Linked DNA regions of Zea mays: region 2 is linked to region 1. A link is a contact called in public Hi-C data. All regions are on one chromosome and are shown on one strand. Each heading gives the region's core, a stretch centred on a gene start, on an enhancer-like site or on the middle of the called end of the contact. The rest is flanking DNA. Distances are from core to core; before and after follow the strand shown.

Region 1 (4,825 bases), core at 827-3,326:
ATACGAGCCAGGCTTGACCATGCAGGCAACTAATCAAACCCTAAGAGGTACAATTCCGTTCGTTGCTCAGTAGTATACAGTCATAGTAACTGTACCATCAAAAAATGAGGACCTAAGAGTAACTCCAATAGTTATGTAAAACACTCCCTAAACATTGATTTAAGGAGTTGTTAAGAAAAATGCTTCTCCAACAGTTATGTAAAAGTCATCCTAAATTATAAACACCCTAAATTTCTCTAAAACCTCCCTACATTTAGCAACCTTGTAAGGAGCTCCTAAATCCGCTACCAAGTACCACCAATTCCATCTGGAAAAATAATTGTGAGCCATCCTTGCCTAGCCGATACACACAATTAAACAATTGTGCCACCTAACAATTAAACAATTGTCAATGCAAATGAACGGCCGCACATGCACAACTAACGACTAAACAATTGCGGCAGCAAATCAAGAGACCATCACAGCTCACCAGGTTGAAAGTCATCGCTCACGAGGTCACAATTTTTAGATCGAATTGTGGATTGGAGATAAAACAGAAGGAGAAAAATAGAATGGTCCCACTCAAACCGGTAACATAGCAAGTTTTATTTAGGAAGTAATATATAGGGAATTGTTGAAGGAGAGGAGTTTTTTGCTTCCTATATTGTTTGAGGACTTGCTAAATCTAGAATTTAGGGAGTATAATTATACATAACTATTGGAGCTGCTCGAGGTTCTCCTATTACTAGTGCGCACATTGTTAAGCAGGATACAATAAACTAACTGTAAGATAAAAATAAATGTTTCAACATAACTATGTACCTTTGCTGCGACAAGCCCACTGATATGTGCCATGTCGCAAAGAAGCACCGCACCACACTTATCAGCAATCAATCTCATCCGTGCAAAGTCCCACTCTCTGGGGTAAGAGCTCCCACCACAGATGAGAATTTTAGGGTGGAAATCCATTGCTCTTTCTTCAAGCTTGTCGTAATCAATATACCCAGTCTGTGGGTTCACCTTGTACGACATGCTCTCGAAGAAAATAGAGGCACCTGACACCTTCTTGCCACTGGGCGTGTAGTAACCATGGCTAACATGGCCGCCCGACGGTGGCTCCAGCCCCATGATGCGGTCCTTGGGTTGAAGGAGCCCAGTGTAGACAGCCAAGTTGGCAGACGTGCACGAGTAGGGCTGCACGTTGACGCCCCAGCAGGCAGGGTCGAGACCGAAGGCGGTGAGAGCGCGCTCATGGCAGAGCCGTTCGATGGCGTCGATGTGCTGATTCCCGCCGTAGTAGCGAGCACCCGGGGCCCCCTCGGAGTACTTGTTAGTGAGGTGGCTGCCGAGTGCATCGAGCACCGCGCGGCAGACGAAGTTTTCCGACGCTATGAGCTCGATGCCTCGCACCTGGCGGTCCAACTCCTGCTCCATCAGCGAGTGCACGTCCGGGTCGGCCTCCGCCAGCGACTGATTGCCCCAGGCGCGGACCGCGGCGCGGCGGGTCTCCAGATCTGCGCCGCTGCCCTCCCCCGTCGCCTGTCGCTTGGCAGGGCGAAGCGCCGCGGACGTGGACGAGCAGGATGACGTCTCTCCGCCCCCGCCGCCGTTGCCGGCGCGGCGCGGGCGCTTGACGCAGAGGGAGTGCCCGAGGAGGGAGAAGTGCTGGTCGCCCCCGTCCTCGTCATCCCTCTCCGCGTCGGCCTCTCCGGCCCCGACGCGCTCCGGCTTCGGCTCCTCCGCGTCGTCGAACAGGCGCAGCGGCGCGGCTACCGCGTGCCTGCGAGCGTGGGCGTGGGCGTGACCGTGAGAGTGGAGCCCGAGCGAGAGGTCCGACGATGTGGGCCGCGAGAGATCCATAGCTTACCAATTCTCGAACCGATCGGCGAGAAATCGCGAACCCTAAAGAGCTACGCGTCTTCAACAACGGCAGCAACTAACGCGACAGCAGCAGCGGAGGTGGGCGACGCAGGAGGAAGCAGAGTCAGCAGCGGTGGCTACTAGAGGCGACGCGGCGGCGGAGAAAACCATGGGCCTTAGGGATCGATCGGGGTATGGGGTCCGGATGCAGAGACGACGCGGTGGAATTGGAGATCTCGTGGAATTGGGGAGCCGGAGGCAAGCAGCGGAGCAGAGGGGAATGAACGGGCGCCGTGCTCCAATTGATGAAGGGGAGGGCTGGTGGTGGTGTCGTGTGACGTGGTCAGATACTCAGATGCGGTTCGATGGGAACCCGGGATAATGGGACGATCGGGAGAAAGAACCTGGACGATACGGTGTCCACGATCGGGAGGAAGAACCTGGACGATACGGTGTGCGATGGGCCGGTGGGTGCCTCATGTTGGACCTGGCCCCTGTGCTGTCGTGGTTGGTCTCACAAGCTTGGGGCCTCGTGGGTGACTTGGAAGTCTGGAACTGAAAGTGGAATCGACCGGTCAGTCACTGAGATTTTTTTTACTCCCTCGAATAAATTATACTCCATCCATTCCAAATTAAAGTTTATTTTATTTTTTACTGAATTTATATAACTTCCATTCCAAATTAAATTTTATTTTATTTTTTACTGAATTTATATAACTTAATGTTTTCTGAAAAAATGGCTTAATATTTAATCGAATGAGTGTTGATTGGAATGACTTAACGTGACTAGAAAACGAGCCGCGCGGGGCTGAGTCGTGCGGGCGTGAGCAACGGGGGTGGAGCTGTGCGGGCCGAAGTTGCATGGGCACGGTCGGTGCAGGCGGGCGCACGCGCAAGAAGGTCCGGGTGTCAATCACCCTAGATGATGAATAGTGTTTATATTTATATATATTAATTATATTTATTTAGACAAATTCTTGTAAGTATATAATTCATACAAGTAGTAATTCACGTAAACAACTCCACCACATATTTATTTAAGAGATTGTAATTTCTTATGTAAAATCTAGATAGTTTAAGTTAATTGTTTCTAGAGAATGAATCTTGAATATATAGTTTTAAGAAAGGGTAACTTATAAGAATCTTTTATGTAGTCTCTTGTTTGAAACCAAATTTATTTAGGTCACGAAATAAGTTTTTCTAGTTTATCCAAAATAGGATATTGGAGTGTTACAATTCCATGATTTGAGAGCTATGAACTCATGGATCTTCTATTTCCATGACTGTTTAGAACTTTAGGTTGCATTTGTGAATGGCCGACACAAATAACGGAGTATTTGCTCGCAATTGTTGCATCGGAAAGGAGAGAGTTGTGCGTGGTATGTATGTTGATGACGTAGGACCAGGAGAGAGGAGCTGGCCAGTAGATGAGTTAGACATGAGTACATTTAGAGATTCTATTGTTGCAGCGCTAATTTTGTACGGTGTACATGCAGCGTTACTTTTGTTGTGATGGACACGTACGAGAAACTTTTGTACGCATTTATTGTTTTTTAAAAAAATGAATTGTCAGAATCTGTCATTTGAAAAACTGGCCACCCAAACTACTAGATTATAACCAGTAGCTTCTCTTCACAGCCAAGTTGCCAAACACTTAAATTATCATCTAGATTATTACCAATAGCTTCTCTCCACAGGCCTGTTTGGATCAGCTTTTTTCTGATGAGCTTTTATGAGATGCTGGCTGGATGAATTATGCATAAACTATCATGGTTTTTAAAGATCTGAAAGGAGTGTTATAATCAATTGGAAATAGAAGATCCAAAATGATTGAACATCCTATCGTCTGTTTCGCTTCAAAATGATTGAACATCAAACCACATGCAAAACACTCATGAAAAGTAAAAAAACAATCATTTTGATGAGGCAAAAGATATGCATGCACATCCCACACTCTTAATGCATGAAGATCCCGAACAGATACCCTTATAATTGACATACATTCGCCTGACGAAGTAGCATTCGACGATATTGTATCTATGTTGGACAATGATATTGTGTCTATGTCTGCCATGCCACAAGTAATGTTCGTCACACAAATGCTGCTATGATAAACCTTTGCTAGTAATTTGATTAAAGTAAAAAAGCTGAATCTTTAATCTAACTTTAAACTTCAGGAATATATTCCGATAAACACAAACCGGAGTACATTACATGCTCCTCTACCCCTACAGACCTTGATCTCCACCCTTTTTTTGGAAAGATCTCCACCCTAATTAACTCAATAAAAAACAATGACTAGGCTATTTGTGCGTCCATCACCGTTCGTTTGCTTAAAATTTGCACTTCCCAGGTGTCCTAGCTGCTACTATGTACACAACTGCTGAGAAGGAAAATGGACAAGGATAGACACACACAACAATGAAACTATGGGAAAATTTCAATGCTCAAAACATGATGCCAATATGCCGTACTGCTCACTGGATAGGGAAATAACCATCGGCAACATGATCTCCGAAGTCCTAACTCAAGATATGTTCGGTCACCAATACCAGAAAATGATTGGGCCTCAAGACTCAAGCATCTGGAACTGATAGAAAGTATTGTGACATAAAGGCCCTGAATCTCATTTTGTACTCCCTAGGTAAAATTACAGTTGGGGATAGATTCTTTGGAACAACAAGAGATGTCTTCACCCAAGATTCCAGCTGTTTGTCCCAGGTATATTGTCTCAAATAATCTATAATTCCAAATACAAGCTCTTTCTTCTCTTTGTCAACTCCAACAAGCAAGGAGTAATCCATGACATTCATGTTCTGTAAGCACAATGAAATACAAAATATAAGACTGTAAGGCAAAATTATAGAAGTATATAAACTCACATGAGAATTATTTGCTGGCAATGGGCACACATACACTTAGGAAAGATGTGTCGTTCCAAATAGCGCGTTCCATGAGGTTTTTAGTTTTTCCTTGAATGTAGATT
Region 2 (4,825 bases), core at 1,034-3,533, 340 kb after region 1:
GTTTTACAGAGAAAACTGAAGTATAAACCTAAGTTTAGAATACTTCAAAAGAACTGCAGTATTTGTAATACTTTAGTTTTTGAAAACAGAGATTTTAGCTGGCTTGCCAAACACCTTTTAATATATAATACTACAGTTTTTAAGAATACTGCAGTATTCTTCCAAAACTTTGAAAAAACTTCACTTCAAAACACCCCGTAAGTGTTCTTATGCCGACAAGGCGACGACCATATATACCGAGGCACGAGTCGAGCACCAGACAGAGAAGTAAATGTTTTGTATTACACATACGACAAGTTAATTCCATCGCTGTTCATCGTCGTAACGGATAACCAGATGGAAACAATTGGGGCCCTTTCACCGGCCTTTTCTTATTTTCCTACAGTGGACAAGTTGGAGCAAGTGGTGTGTGAGGGTTGACCTGGTACACGAGAACACGACAGCAGAAAAGTTGGTGTTCAACTTGACTGGGAATCGTAGACCGGTGTAGCTTGCCTTAAAATTAATCTTGCCTGTTTTTTTTGGCTAAGCCATAGATTAGCACCCCTGCTCGATCTCCTGGCCACATGATCTAGCTCCACACACTAACTGGAGTGTTGTTCCCTAGTGCTGCTGCAAGTCCATGCGTGGTGGTTTAGGTTTGCTTGCACCAACACTCCAACCTAGCTGTTGCTGCTACTACTACTCACATGCATGTGTTCATATGGTTTAATCATGATAAATGGAGAAAACAATGCTTTGGTTCACTGCACTGGATTAATCTTCAACAACTCATGCAAGTGGCGGTTCTGCATACTACTACGGTACTACCTTAGTTTTCGAGAATATTTGTCGTCCGCTAATTTATATTTAAACTAAAACATGATAAATAAAAAAGAACATAGTAAGTATATATGATAAAAGTTTTGCAAAATTGCATGTCACGCGATGCTTGCACATATTTCTTACACTATCACATGAGGTTATGAGCTAGTATATTTTCGGTGTACTATTAACCTAAGTGCTAGTCAAAGAAATCTATTATATTGGACAATTCAAGTCATCGCTGCACATGACATGCTAACAAGGAAACACCAGCAAGTAAGGTAGTGTTTGGTTGAAGAGCCAAGTAGAACGGAACCGTTCTGTTCAAGTTTTGTTGTTGTTTGGTTACAAAGTAATTAGAATAGAATGGCTCCAATTAGAGAATATTCTCCTCAGATCCAGAACCATTCCGCTCCAAAAAATCAATGGGACGGAGCCGCTCCGTTCCAATCCCGCTCTCACAGTCACGCTCCGTTCCGTTCACTCTGCAACCAAACAAAAAACAGAACCGCTCCGTTCCAGATTACCAAACACAGAACAGAGCGGCTCTGTTCCTAAAATCAGGGATGAAACGACTCCGTTCTATTTGGCTCCTCAACCAAACACTACCTAAGTGTTAAAATAACGTAGACGCAAATCAACACGACTAGCTAATAGCTTCTCGCTGTTTGCTCAAGCTCGTTTTTTTTAACTCCCGCCTCTCCGTTTAATTAAACAATCCACGAAAAAGGAAATATTTGCGAGTTTATTTGCATCCAAAGCAAACATGTTATACGTTGTGAAAATTAGGGGTATTGGGTTTTTAGTAACTATTTTTTTAGCTCTTGCATCCTATTTTATTTTAGTTTCTAAATTATCAAATACATAAATTAAAATATTTTTTTAGTTTCCGTATTTTGCAATTTAAAAACTAAACCAAAATAAACTAGAGAAACTACAAATTATTGCCTAGAAACTAAACACCCATTTATGATTGATGCAATTGCTATCGATAAACCTCTAAGGACATGTATAGTAGAGAGACACCAAAACGGCTCTTCAAACACAAGAGGTAACTAAGATACTCTATTATACAATGGAGTGTCTATAAATGTAGCCTATTAATAAATATAAAAGTAAATGCGTTTGTATAACATCGAATCGATTGAACAGACAACAAATTCGTACAGTGGAAGTAAGACATCTGTTACTATTTAAGCTACAATTCAGAGATATCTCTTCACAAAAAAGATGGCTCCATTTTTTTTACAAATACAATTTTAGACAGCTCAAAAGATTATACATTAAACACCACTGTACCTAATAACTGCGTAGACACGGACGGCAACACGGCCGCCGCGAAACCGCGTTAATTTATGAGCGCCCGCTGATGTGCCTGTTCCTGTGCCTGTGCGTGCGCCTCCTGCGTGTGGCAATAGCAGCGGGCAGCGGCAGTTGGTCACCGTGGTCGTGGAGTCTGCAGTGGGCTGGACCCTCCCTGCCGCAGTTCCGCTGTTGGACCCTCCTTGCCCGGCTACTGCTGTACCCTCCAACAAGGCAAAAAGAAGAACGAAGCTCACCCACCCTGCCCATCGGCCTCATCACTTCCCTCAAATCCACCGATCCCCTTCCAGAGGTTAGGGCCTCTGCGCCCGATTTCGTCCCGCCTCGCCGATCCACCCGCCGCAGGTGCGTTCCCTTGCGCCAATTTCTGGTGAAAATGCGTTCGTGTGGAGAAAATCTCTTTACTTTTTGCGCGGAAATTCCGCGCCTCTCTTCTGACTTGGCGCTGTTCTCATGGCTTCTGCAGGTGAGCGGCTTCGCCGGTTGGAGTGTAGTACTGCGGTCGCGACCTTCGTTCCGAGCTGGTTCATTTTCGCTTGGATAGGTTTGGTACGGATGGGAGCCGGCGGCGCGGGGATCAGGAATGTTTCGGTGCGTGGGAGGTGAGAGCCGCCGGTGGGCACTGAGGGCCTAGGGTTTGGTTGAAGAGGGAGCAACGAAATGGGGGGCTTTTGCTCCAAGGGGTCGGCGGTGGACAAGTCACCCAGCGACACTACGCTCGGCCCCGGCCGGGAGGTTGACCGCCATGACCGTCTAGTGGTGAAGGAGGAGAAGAAAGCTGTGGTGGGGGAGGCTGCTGCCAAGAGGATGCAAGAAGAGCAACATCAACAGCAGCAGCAGCAGCAGCAGCCAGCAGCGCCACCACTGCCTGTATCGGTGTCGCAAACGGCAGTGCCTGGAGCTACCGCGGATAACACTGCAGCACCATGGGATGGGGTGCCACCACTGGCACGGTTGCCATCTCAGAAGTCGGGGATGGGTGTGGCGAATAAGGCAAGTTTTCAGTACTTACTTTAATGCATTATTGCTGAATCAATCATTTCTTGCCTCGTCTGTTAAAAAACTGAATTGTTTTTTATATCAGTGTAATTTGTTCGTGCTGATAATGTTGCTTAGGGATTAGTGCACTTTTCTCATGGGAATTTTGAGCTTTCTTTTTCTGTAGCATTAGCCTTTTCATGACATTTTGACATCTTGAACTAGAGGATGATCTACCAACATCTTTGCGTGAATTTTAATAAGTTTTCCTTGAGTGCTTGGCAGCAAGGAATTTGTTATTCTCTGCTATAATGAATGTGTATGTTGCTTTGGATTTATGGTCACACAAGAAAGGACCAAGAACTAACCAATTGAACCCAACTGAATAAAATCTTGAGTGCTTACGATGATGAGGAAAGACGGGCAATTAATTCATACTTAATAGGAGTATTTAATTGCGTCTGCCAGGATTCGAACTCGAGAATCGAGATATTTGACCCTGGTACTGACCTATTCAACCAAAAAGTTTAAGGTAATGGGGAAAGGCGGCCATTTCACTTAACTTCAACATATGGGCTACTGGTACTGCCAACTGAAGAAAATCTTGTCCAACACCAGTTCAGATGGTTTGGACTTTCAAACAAAGACCCTACTGGTGCATAGAGGGATCCTTTGATATTGGGGGAGGAAGAAAAAGAGGACTTGAAAGGATGGAATATACCTAAAGATTTGTCCTTGGATAGGAACACATATGTTCGGCTATTTCACCAACATGAACTATTAATCGGCTAAGAGGGCTTTTTTAGAGTGTTGTGTGGGAAGGGAACTGCTGCACAGTTGTGGGTGATTGAGAGTGCACATCCTACAAATGCAATGCAGTTTATGCTGTTTTCACCTGCATTCTTATTACTTTGCCAGAATATTGTTGTAGCTTTTCCTATTTATTGCCACACTACTATAGCTTTATGACTTCCAGCCATTCATAAAATGGTTTGCTATGCTAAACCTATGAAAGATGAACTTTTATCGTTGCTAAATTGAAATGTTCACCCTTAACTATTTGTCCATGAAATGTTCAAAAATTCTGCTCGGTCAGAGAGATTGCTAGACCCTATGCCATGTTTGATGTTCTATTTCCTTGTTGAAATAGGTTTCGGAAGTAAGCTCAATTCTGGGTAGAGCTAGTACTGCTGGCCTTGGAAAAGCAGTGGAAGTGCTTGACACACTTGGCAGTAGCATGACAAATTTGAATATAAGTAGTTTTGGATCAGGCACTGCAACAAAGGGGAACAAAATATCTATTTTAGCATTTGAGGTTGCCAATACCATAGTCAAAGGTTGCAGTCTAATGCGCGCCCTTTCAAAAGATAGCATAAAACATTTAAAAGAAACAGTGCTTCACTCTGAAGGTGTTCAGAATCTTATATCCAAAGATATGGATGAGTTACTCAAGATTGCTGCTGCTGACAAAAGGTTAGTGAATAATCTCTGATTCTTTTTATAAACTATAACAATTGTCTGAACCATTTGTTTATTTTATTTATCTAGCATCAACCTGGTTATATAGAAGAAATGTACTTCAACTTGTTTTTATATGCTTGTAGTTACCTGAAGTTTTTATTTGGTCCAACAGGGAAGAGTTGAAAGTGTTCTCTACAGAAGTTGTTCGCTTTGGAAATCGTTGCAAGGATCCTCAGTGGCACAACTTGGACCGCTACTT

Evidence for each region. Hi-C and Micro-C count contacts between places; a contact is called where the count stands out from the background.
Region 2: a contact with region 1 is called in a Hi-C map of leaf, with 4 times the contacts expected there. The contact joins the promoter of LOC100278408 here to the promoter of LOC100191532 in region 1. A contact is called at or near these places in 4 of 25 Hi-C or Micro-C datasets (bundle sheath, ear, endosperm and 1 more).

Annotation. Positions count from the first base shown.
Region 1 is chr3:178,065,570-178,070,394 of Zm-B73-REFERENCE-NAM-5.0, forward strand. LOC100191532 (serine hydroxymethyltransferase) reads right to left here and starts at 2,077. Exons shown (of 4, transcript NM_001136963.1): 1 at 802-2,077. The coding sequence starts at 1,839. It overlaps LOC103650943 (putative 1-phosphatidylinositol-3-phosphate 5-kinase FAB1D), which reads right to left. Exons shown (of 13, transcript XR_004857281.1): 12 at 4,756-4,825; 13 at 3,948-4,655.
Region 2 is chr3:178,402,600-178,407,424 of Zm-B73-REFERENCE-NAM-5.0, forward strand. LOC100278408 reads left to right here and starts at 2,284. Exons shown (of 13, transcript NM_001374044.1): 1 at 2,284-2,472; 2 at 2,594-3,120; 3 at 4,256-4,578; 4 at 4,739-4,825. The coding sequence starts at 2,788.